Regions from separate parts of the Ovis aries genome. Here region 2 is linked to region 1. Evidence: chromatin contacts called from public Hi-C data. All regions are on one chromosome and are shown on one strand. The core of a region is the stretch at or near the end of the contact, and the rest is flanking DNA. Distances in the headings are between cores, read along the strand shown. Region 1 holds the start of DDX55 (DEAD-box helicase 55). Region 2 holds the start of OGFOD2 (2-oxoglutarate and iron dependent oxygenase domain containing 2).

Region 1 (4,316 bases), core at 1,147-3,646:
GAACTCTGCTATGGACCACTGCTGCCCAACAGAAATAAATATGATAAGAGATTAGACTTGTGGTTGCCAAGGAAGAGCGGAGGAGGGAGGGGACAGACTGGGAATTTGGGGTTGATAGGTGCAACCTACCACATTTAGAAATGGAAAAACAACAAGGTCCTACTGTATAGCACAGGGAACTATATTCAATCTCCTGGGATAAAACATAATGGAAAAGAATATTTAAAAAAGAATGTATCTATGTATAAAACTGAGTCACTTTGCTATATAGCAGAGATTGACACAACACTGTAAATCAGTTATACTTTAAAAAAAAAAAAAGAAATATAATGTGAGCCACATACTCATCTAGTAGCCACATTAAGAAAAGTAAAAAGAGGGACTCCCCTGGTAGTCCAGTGGCTAAGAATTCGCCTTGCAATGCAGGGGCCTGGGTTCGATCCCTGGTCAGGAAACTAAGATTCCACATGCTGTGGAACAACTAAGCCTGAACACCACAGCTACTAAAGCCCACACACTCTGGAGTCTGTGCCCACAGTGAAGGATCCTGCATGATGCAACAAAGAGCCGATGTAGCCAAATGAATAAATAAATAAATTTTTAAGCAAAAATAGACAAAATGAATTTTTATTTATATTTTATTTAACCTAATATCATCCAAAATATTGTCGGCTCGATGTGTAAGCAATATTTTTTAAATGAATGAGATATTTTTCATTTGTCTTTCATGCTAAGTCCTCAAAATCCATCATAGATTTTTATATTTAGAGTACATCTCAATTTGGACTCACCGTGTTTCAAGTGTTCTTAATAGTCATATGTGAGTGGCTACCACAGTGGACAGCACTGAGACCATGGACTCTAATGGCAAATATTGGGTCCTCTCTGCCCAGCAGTCCCACGGCATGACACACAGCACTGCCTGCCTCCTCCACACCTTTCCTGAGGAGCCTACACACATCTCAACATTCCAAAACAGGACTCTAGATTTTCCCTTTGAAGGCTGTTACCCCTGCCAGCTTTCCTCACCTTAGTAAATAACACCACCAATCACCCAGTCACTAAAGACAAAAACCTCAGGGTCCCTCTAGATTCCTCTTTCCTGACCCCCACATCTGGTCCCTCAGCAACCCGAAAGCTATCTCAAAAGCGACTCCTCAATATCCACAACCTCCTCTCTATTCCAAGCCACCATCACCTCTAACTTGACAACGGCCTCCTAGTGGATGGCCTCGCTTCTTCTCTTACTCCCCTAAAGTCCACTGTCTACACAGCAGTCACGGCCCTTCTCTTCTGCAGCCTCCCATGTAAGACGGCTTCTCACTACATCCAGAATAAAATACAAGATCCCACAAGTAAGACCCTGCGTGGTCAGCCCTCAATTTGCTCATCTCTTACGCTACTCATGATGCCCCAGCCACAAAGGCCTTTCTGTTCCTCCAAGCTCATTCCACTTGTACTGGCATTTCTCTTTGCTGGAATATCCTGCCTCCAGTCATCCCTTGGCCTCCTTCTCATTCAGGTTTCAGCTTAAAGACACCTCCTCCAAGAGGCCTTCTCTTATCTTACCTTCTGCCCTGTACTTTCTTGTCACTGTCTCCTCCACAACACTGATCACCAGCTGAAATTACCTTATTTCTTTACTCCCTTCTCTCTCTTCTGCATTAAAAAGCAAGGGCCGTGAGTCAGGACCAACACTGCAAAATCCCAAGTCTAAAAGAGTACCTGATATTTGTCCTGGAGAAACTGCTTGAATAAATGAGTGAGCTGGACCAAGACACTTCACTTAGCCCACATAACAAGACAACAGGTTACATTTACTGAGGGTCCGTAACATTGTCTTAGGTAATCCTCACAACAATTCTTAGGTAATACTATTTTCGTCATTTCACACGGAAAGGAAATGAAGCTCAGAGAGGTTAAGTCATTTGCTCAAGGTCTCACAGATCTACAGAGGGCAGGGCCAGGATACGAACCAGGTACTTAAAAGCAAGATACGAATTTAAGAGTAGGATACGAGCCAGGCACTTAAGTCCCAGCACCTAAGAGCGGATGGAGGAGAGCTGTTATGAAAACCCTAGTACAGGAGCGCCGCCGCCTGCCGCCTCTGCCTGGCGATCATTAACCAGCCAGGCATCACCCAAGTCGGTGAAGCAGAAAGACGACATGACAAAAAAGTCCCAGCTCTGAATTTCCCTTTCCCAACCTGCCCTCTTGGCACCGAGGGCCCTCCTCCCCCAGGGCCTATGCCGAGTACCTGCACCGGCGTCATGTACGGAAAACCGAGCTCCCGCAAGACACTCAGCACCTGCGGATGCAGCGGCACCGGTAGCGACTCCCAGGAACCCTCCGTCACGTGCTCCATGGTGCGCTCAGCCACCGAGCTACTACCCGGACGCCTCCCGGGAGCACTTCCGCTTCCGGTCGCCAAGCCGGCCGCCCGGAAACCGCACTCCCTTCGCAAAGATCCGGAAGGCGGGAAAGGCACCTTTGGAGCAGGAGAGTGGAAAGCCGACTTCTGGCGAATAAAAGCGGGCGGCGGGAACCCGGCTGGAGTAGTGCCATTCGTCCAGTGCAACCGCCTAGGCTCCGGGCGCCTTTCCACACCGAGCAGGCATTTGGGCGGGAGGGATTTTGCCCCGGCTCTCACACTCTCCCCGCCGGTCGGAGGTCCCCGCCAGTCGGAGACAGATGGCAGCACAACACCGCATCCTGGCCAAAGGACAGTAGGTCCGGAGGGAGTGGACAGAAATGTACCCCAATTCCGGAGCCCTAGATAGGCAAATAGACTGATGGTGCGGATCCACTGCCTGGGAGAAAATAAATATTGATTTACTTCCATGAAGTTAGGTCAGAGACCTAAATAAGAACACTGTATCTTATTCCTGTGTTCACTACTGGATTGTTTCATGCACGTGTACAACTGATTCAGGAAGCTGTTCAGTTCAGTTCAGTTCAGTCTGTCGTGTCCGACTCTTTGCGACCCCATGAATCGCAGCACGCCAGGCCTCCCTGTCCATCACCAACTCTCGGGGTTCACTCAAACTAACATCCATCGAGTCGGTGATGCTATCCAGCCATCTCACCCTCTGTCGTCCCCTTCTCCTCCTGCCCCCGTCCCTCCCCAGCATCAGAGTCTTTTCCAATGAGTCAGCTCTTCACATGAGGTGGCCAAAGTACTGGAGTTTCAGCTTCAGCATCAGTCCTTCCAAAGAACACCCAGGACTGATCTCCTTTAGAATGGACTGGTTGGATCTCCTTGCAGTCCAAGGGACTCTCAAGAGTCTTCTCCAACACCACAGTTCAAAAGCATCAATTCTTTGGCGCTCAGCTTTCTTCACAGTCCAACTCTCACATCCATACATGACCACTAGAAAAACCGTAGCCTTGACTAGATGGACCTTTGTTGGCAAAGTAATGTCTTTGCTTTTCAATATGCTGTCTAGGCTGGTCATAACTTTCCTTCCAAGGAGTAAGCATCTTTTAATTTCATGGCTGCAGTCACTATCTGCAGTGATTTTGGAGCCCCCAAAAAGAAAGTCTGACACTGTTTCCACTGTTTCCCCATCTATTTCCCATGAAGTGATGGGACCAGATGCCATGATCTTAGTTTTCTGAATGTTGGGCCTTGCCAGTGGCTGGGCTTCCCTAGTGGCTCAGACGGTGAAGTTATCTGCCTGCAGGGCAGGAGACCCGAGTTCTATCATGGATACAGAAGATCCCCTGGAGGAGGGCAGGGCAACCCACTCCAGTCAGGGACTTCCCTGGTGGTCTGGTGGTTAAGAACTCGCCTTTGGGCTTCACTGGTGGGTCAGACAGTAAAGAGTCTGCCCACATGGGGGAGACCTGGGTTCCATCCCTGGATCAGGAAGCTCCTCTGGAAGAGGAAATGTCAACCCACTCTGGTATTCTTACCTAGAATACTCCATGGATGGAGGAGCCTGGGTGGGTTACAGTCCATGGGGTCGCAGAGTCAGACACAACTGTGTTTCGGTTAAGACTATTATGCCTTGGGCCCGTATCTTCAGCTTGTCTTGCTCCCTACATCCATAAGGACTTTTGAAATGTCACCAGTGATGCCTTCCCTTCATAATCACTAAAACTATTTGCCCTTTTTCACTTTCCCCCATAACACATTATTAATATGCCATATAATTTATATGACTAGGCTCATCTCCCCCACTAAAAGTTGGATAAAGGGGATTTTCCTCTATTTTATTTCAGTGACTACAACTGGTAGCACCAGGCAGTCACCCAGATATTTTCAGTTCAGTTCACTCAGTCGTGTCCGACTCCTTGGGACCCTGTGAATTGCA
Region 2 (4,284 bases), core at 306-2,805, 480 kb after region 1:
TAGGAAGCTTCTCGACACTTAACACCACCCCACCATGGGAGACGAGCAGCAGTGGCAGAAGTGGTGTGGAGGGGAGAATGAAGAGTCAGGAGCCAGGTGGCACCTGGTGTGAAACCTTGAGTAGGTGACTCCTCCCCTTCAGTGCAAGTTTCTCATCTCAAAAGAGCACAAAGCAGACAACTTGGCATTTTCCCTGCTTTCTCTTTTCCTGGTGCCGGCACCCAGGTGCTGTGGTAAGTAGGGACAGGAAGGAGGTAAGGGGAGGTCAAAGGAGCCCTTCTGGGATCAGACACTGGCAGACCTGAGGCCGGGAGACCCCTCAAGCTGCTGACCCAAATCTAAACAGGAAGGGCCGGGCTGGGTGCAGAGGAGGCGGTGGAGGGTGGGGTGTGTTACCTCTCCCAACAGCTGCTGGAAGTCTTTAGGGCTGACACAGCCTCTGCTGCGCAGGATCTGAGAGCAGAAAAACCAGTAAGCATGATGGTGTGACCTGGGGCAAGTCTCTTAAGGTCTCTGAGCCTCAGCTTCTCCACCTTGAAATGAAGATGATCCGATCACAGGATCATAAAAATGAAATGTGATTAGCATGTTAAGCACACAGCAGCGGCTCTTGTTAATAACAGAGTACTCAGCCAGGCCCTGCCCTGAGCACTTTACATGTAGTTCATTCACTGATTTCTAACGACAGTCTCACTAAAGCGATACCATGATCGCCATTTGAGGTGGAAAATAAGAGAGGCAGCTAGAGGTTAAGTCAATCTTCTCGTCCGATCTGAGTGGGCCAAAGGCAAAGTAAACGACCCCGGGGACTGAGGTCCCTCCTCCACCACCGCTCCCAGCTCGTTTTCCCGCAGAGCCAATAGAGGCCACTCACGGGCTCGTAGTCCTGGCGCAGCTGCTGTTCGCTCCGGAAGCGCACGTGCAGCCCGTAGCGCGCCACGTACAAGTTCTCTGAGCAAAAGCAAGCGCAGCGGCAGAAGCGCCGGGGAGCCGCTGCGGTCCCCATGGTGAGAAGCGTTGCAATGCCCCGCCGGCTACCGTAGGAACACTTCCGGGTACGCCCCCAGCTGGGCAGGGGCGCTGTTTGAAACCAGCGGCTAAGGGTCCGTTCTAAATTCCCATGTTCAGAAAAGAACGAAGACTCCGCCCCAGGAAACGGTCTGCGGTGCAGAAAGATACTTCCAGGCAGGAATGAGACTGGCAGCGTCGGCTAAGAGCACGCCAGCCTAATGGGCTGCTGCTTCACAGTTTCTCCATCCGCGAGGCGGGGATTAATCATCCTCTTTACAGATAGGTGAACCTGAGTCATACCTTCACGGAATTCCAAGACCTTCGGCTTAAACGCGCTGCCTCCTTTTTCTGCTAGGAGCTTTTAGCGGACCAGCTGACGTCACGAGGAGAGTTGGAGCCTTGGGGTCCGATTTTGCTCCAACTGAGCTCTAGTTTTGTGCGTCTGAGCTTGGGTTTAGCATTCATCCCGGTCCCTGTCCGGCGCTCCCGATGCCTACGCCCGGGTTTCTTAGGATTCGCCGCGGAGTGCCCCATAGAGTGTCTCCAAGAGAGGGCTCCGTCCGGCGAGACTTCCGGTGGCTCTCCTCAAGGATTCAGGTGTGAGGGGAGAAATAGGGTGTGGTCGGTTGTGGCCGCAGCCCGCGCAACCAGGTTCAAGTTCTGCACAGCCAAGTGTGAGATGAGTATGTTTCTGTTTGATAGAGCGTGCCCCGCAACCTCGCGGAGACCCAATCACAGTACACGCAACTCTGTCTTCAGTTTACTCCAGTTCAGTCGCTCAGTCCTGTCTGACTCTGCGACCCCATGAACTGCAGCACGCCAGGCTTCCCTGTCCACCACCAACTCCTCGAGCTTGTTCAAACTCATGTATGTCCATCCAGTCAGTGATGCCACCCAACCGTCTCATCCTCTGTCTTCCCATTCTCCTCCCGCCTTCAATCTTTCCCAGCATCAGGGCCTTTTCCAGTGAGTCAGTTCTTCGCATCAGGTGGCCCAAGTATTGGAGTTTCAGCTTCAGCATCAGTCCTTCAGGACTGATTTCCTTTAGGATTGACTGATCTCCGTGCTGTCCAAGGGACTCTCAAGAGTCTACTCCAACACCACAGTTCAAAAGCATCAGTTCTTCAGTGCTCAGCTTTCTTTATAGTCCAACTCTCACATCCATATATGACTACTGGAAAAACCATAGCTTTAACTAGATGGACCTTTGTCGGCAAAGTAATGTCTCTGCTTTTTAATATGCTGTCTATGTTGGTCATAGCTTTTCTTCCAAGGAGCAAGCGTCTTCTAATTTCATGGCTGTACTCACCATCTGCAGTGATTTTGGAGCCCCCCCCCCCAAATAAACTCTCTCACTGTTTCCATTGTTTCCCCATCTATTTGCCATGAAGTGATGGGACTGGATGCCATGATCTTAGTTTTCTGAAAGTTCAGTTTTAGGCCAACTTTTTCACTTTCTCACTTTCATCAAGCGGCTCTTTAGTTCTTCACTTTCTGCCATAAGGGTGTTATCTGCATATCTGAGGTTATTGATATTTCTCTTGGCAGTCTTGATTCCAGCTTGTGCTTCATCCAGCACAGCATTTCACATGATAACTCTGTCTTGGGAACCCCATTATGATCCACCATGCACCCCCAAGGTCCCAATCTGCAAAGCCCTGAGAAGAAGCTGGGCTGGCAGTCATGTTGCCAAGCTGGCAGAACGAAGATGCACACCTGGGGAGGAAGTCTTGACCTGTAGAACTTCCTGCACTAGAGTTCCCTCCACGGTTCAGCATGAAGCTGGGATGGAGGTGGGGAGGAAGGCTCTGGGGCTTTAAGACTTCCCAGATAAACAGTGACTATGGATGACAACTGTTGGCTGAGCCCCACCTCGACCAGACCTGAGCTAATACGTCTACTACCACTCACCTTAACTCCTTTCATCCCTACAGCAAACCTTTGAGCTGGATACTGTTATATTACCATGATACAGAAGGGCAAGGGGCTTCCATGTCAGCTCACATAGTGAAGAATCCACCTGCAATTCAGGAGACCCAGGTTCGATCCCTGGGTCAGGAATATGCCCTGCAGAAGGGAATGGCTGGCCACCCCAGTATTCTAGGCTTGAGAATCCCACGAAAAGAGGAGCCTGGTGGGCTACAGTCCATGGGGTCACAGAGAGTCGAACAGGACTGAGCAACTAAACACACATACACATGGGGAAACTGAAGCCCAGAGAGGTGCAGTGACCTGCCCCATGTCATTCCCCAGTAAGGGACATATATATATGGGGACTGAACCCAACAGTCTTCCCTTTGAGTTCCCTGTTTACCACAGTATGAACATTTTGACCTTACCGTGTAGCTTGTAGGATCTCAGTTCCTGACCAGGGATCGAACCCATGCTCCCTGCAGTGGAACCGTGGAGACCTAATACCAGACTGCCAGGGAAATCCTTTGTTGGCATTTTCTTGATGACTCTGCTTTCCTTTCCTCTTGTGTACACACAGGTTCACACGGTCACACTCACATCCACAGTCACACACACTCTTGCACACACTCAAACACAGCCTTACATGCTAACACACATGCACACAAAATCACACGTGCACACACCCTCACACATACCGCCAACACTCCCTCCTTTATGTGCACGCAACATTCCACATTACAGTCACAATCACACACTTATATTAATAAACCCAGTAAACCCAAAGGCCTTGCAGTGGGCTGAGCTTGGAGTGCCTGAAGAACAGAAAAAAGCCTACAAGAGGGCGAGTCATAGGGAACAGGGCCAGGGTTGTATTTGGACCAAATCTTTGGGCCACTGGTACCATTTTGGATTTTATTCTATGTACAAAGGGAAGCTGTTTAGTCCTCACAACAAGGTAGGAACTTGAGGTAGGAGCTATCCCCATCTGACAGATGTGGAAAATGAGGCTCAGAGAGGTTGAGTGACCCACGCAAGGTCACACAGCTCATGTGTGGGGCAGTCTGGCAGGGAACCCAAGTCTGACCCTGCTGGGATCCTTCCTAAAGGTGCCTTCTTGGGTATGAAAGCCAGGTCTTTGCACCTCGGAGATTCTGGGGCCCAGACCTGGGACTCCCAAAGCTACCAGGCTTCCCCAGGGAGCAGAATAACTGTCAGGGGCCTGCTTGCCCCTCAAGGACCCCACGCCCCAGCCCAGAGCTGTGGGGCCTGAGCAGGTGATTAAAGTTTTACAGCCATCTTGATTGCCCAGCGATAGTGAAGGGCCCTGCTCTCCAGGAAAGGATCTATTTCCCCAGGTCT

Evidence for each region. Hi-C and Micro-C count contacts between places; a contact is called where the count stands out from the background.
Region 2: a contact with region 1 is called in a Hi-C map of hypothalamus, with 4 times the contacts expected there. The contact joins the promoter of OGFOD2 here to the promoter of DDX55 in region 1. A contact is called at or near these places in 2 of 16 Hi-C or Micro-C datasets (hypothalamus and liver).

Annotation. Positions count from the first base shown.
Region 1 is chr17:52,117,030-52,121,345 of ARS-UI_Ramb_v3.0, forward strand. It overlaps DDX55 (DEAD-box helicase 55), which reads right to left and starts at 2,397. Exons shown (of 12, transcript XM_042234557.2): 1 at 2,258-2,397. The coding sequence starts at 2,365.
Region 2 is chr17:52,598,448-52,602,731 of ARS-UI_Ramb_v3.0, forward strand. OGFOD2 (2-oxoglutarate and iron dependent oxygenase domain containing 2) reads right to left here and starts at 1,556. Exons shown (of 5, transcript XM_060401131.1): 1 at 1,312-1,556; 2 at 397-453.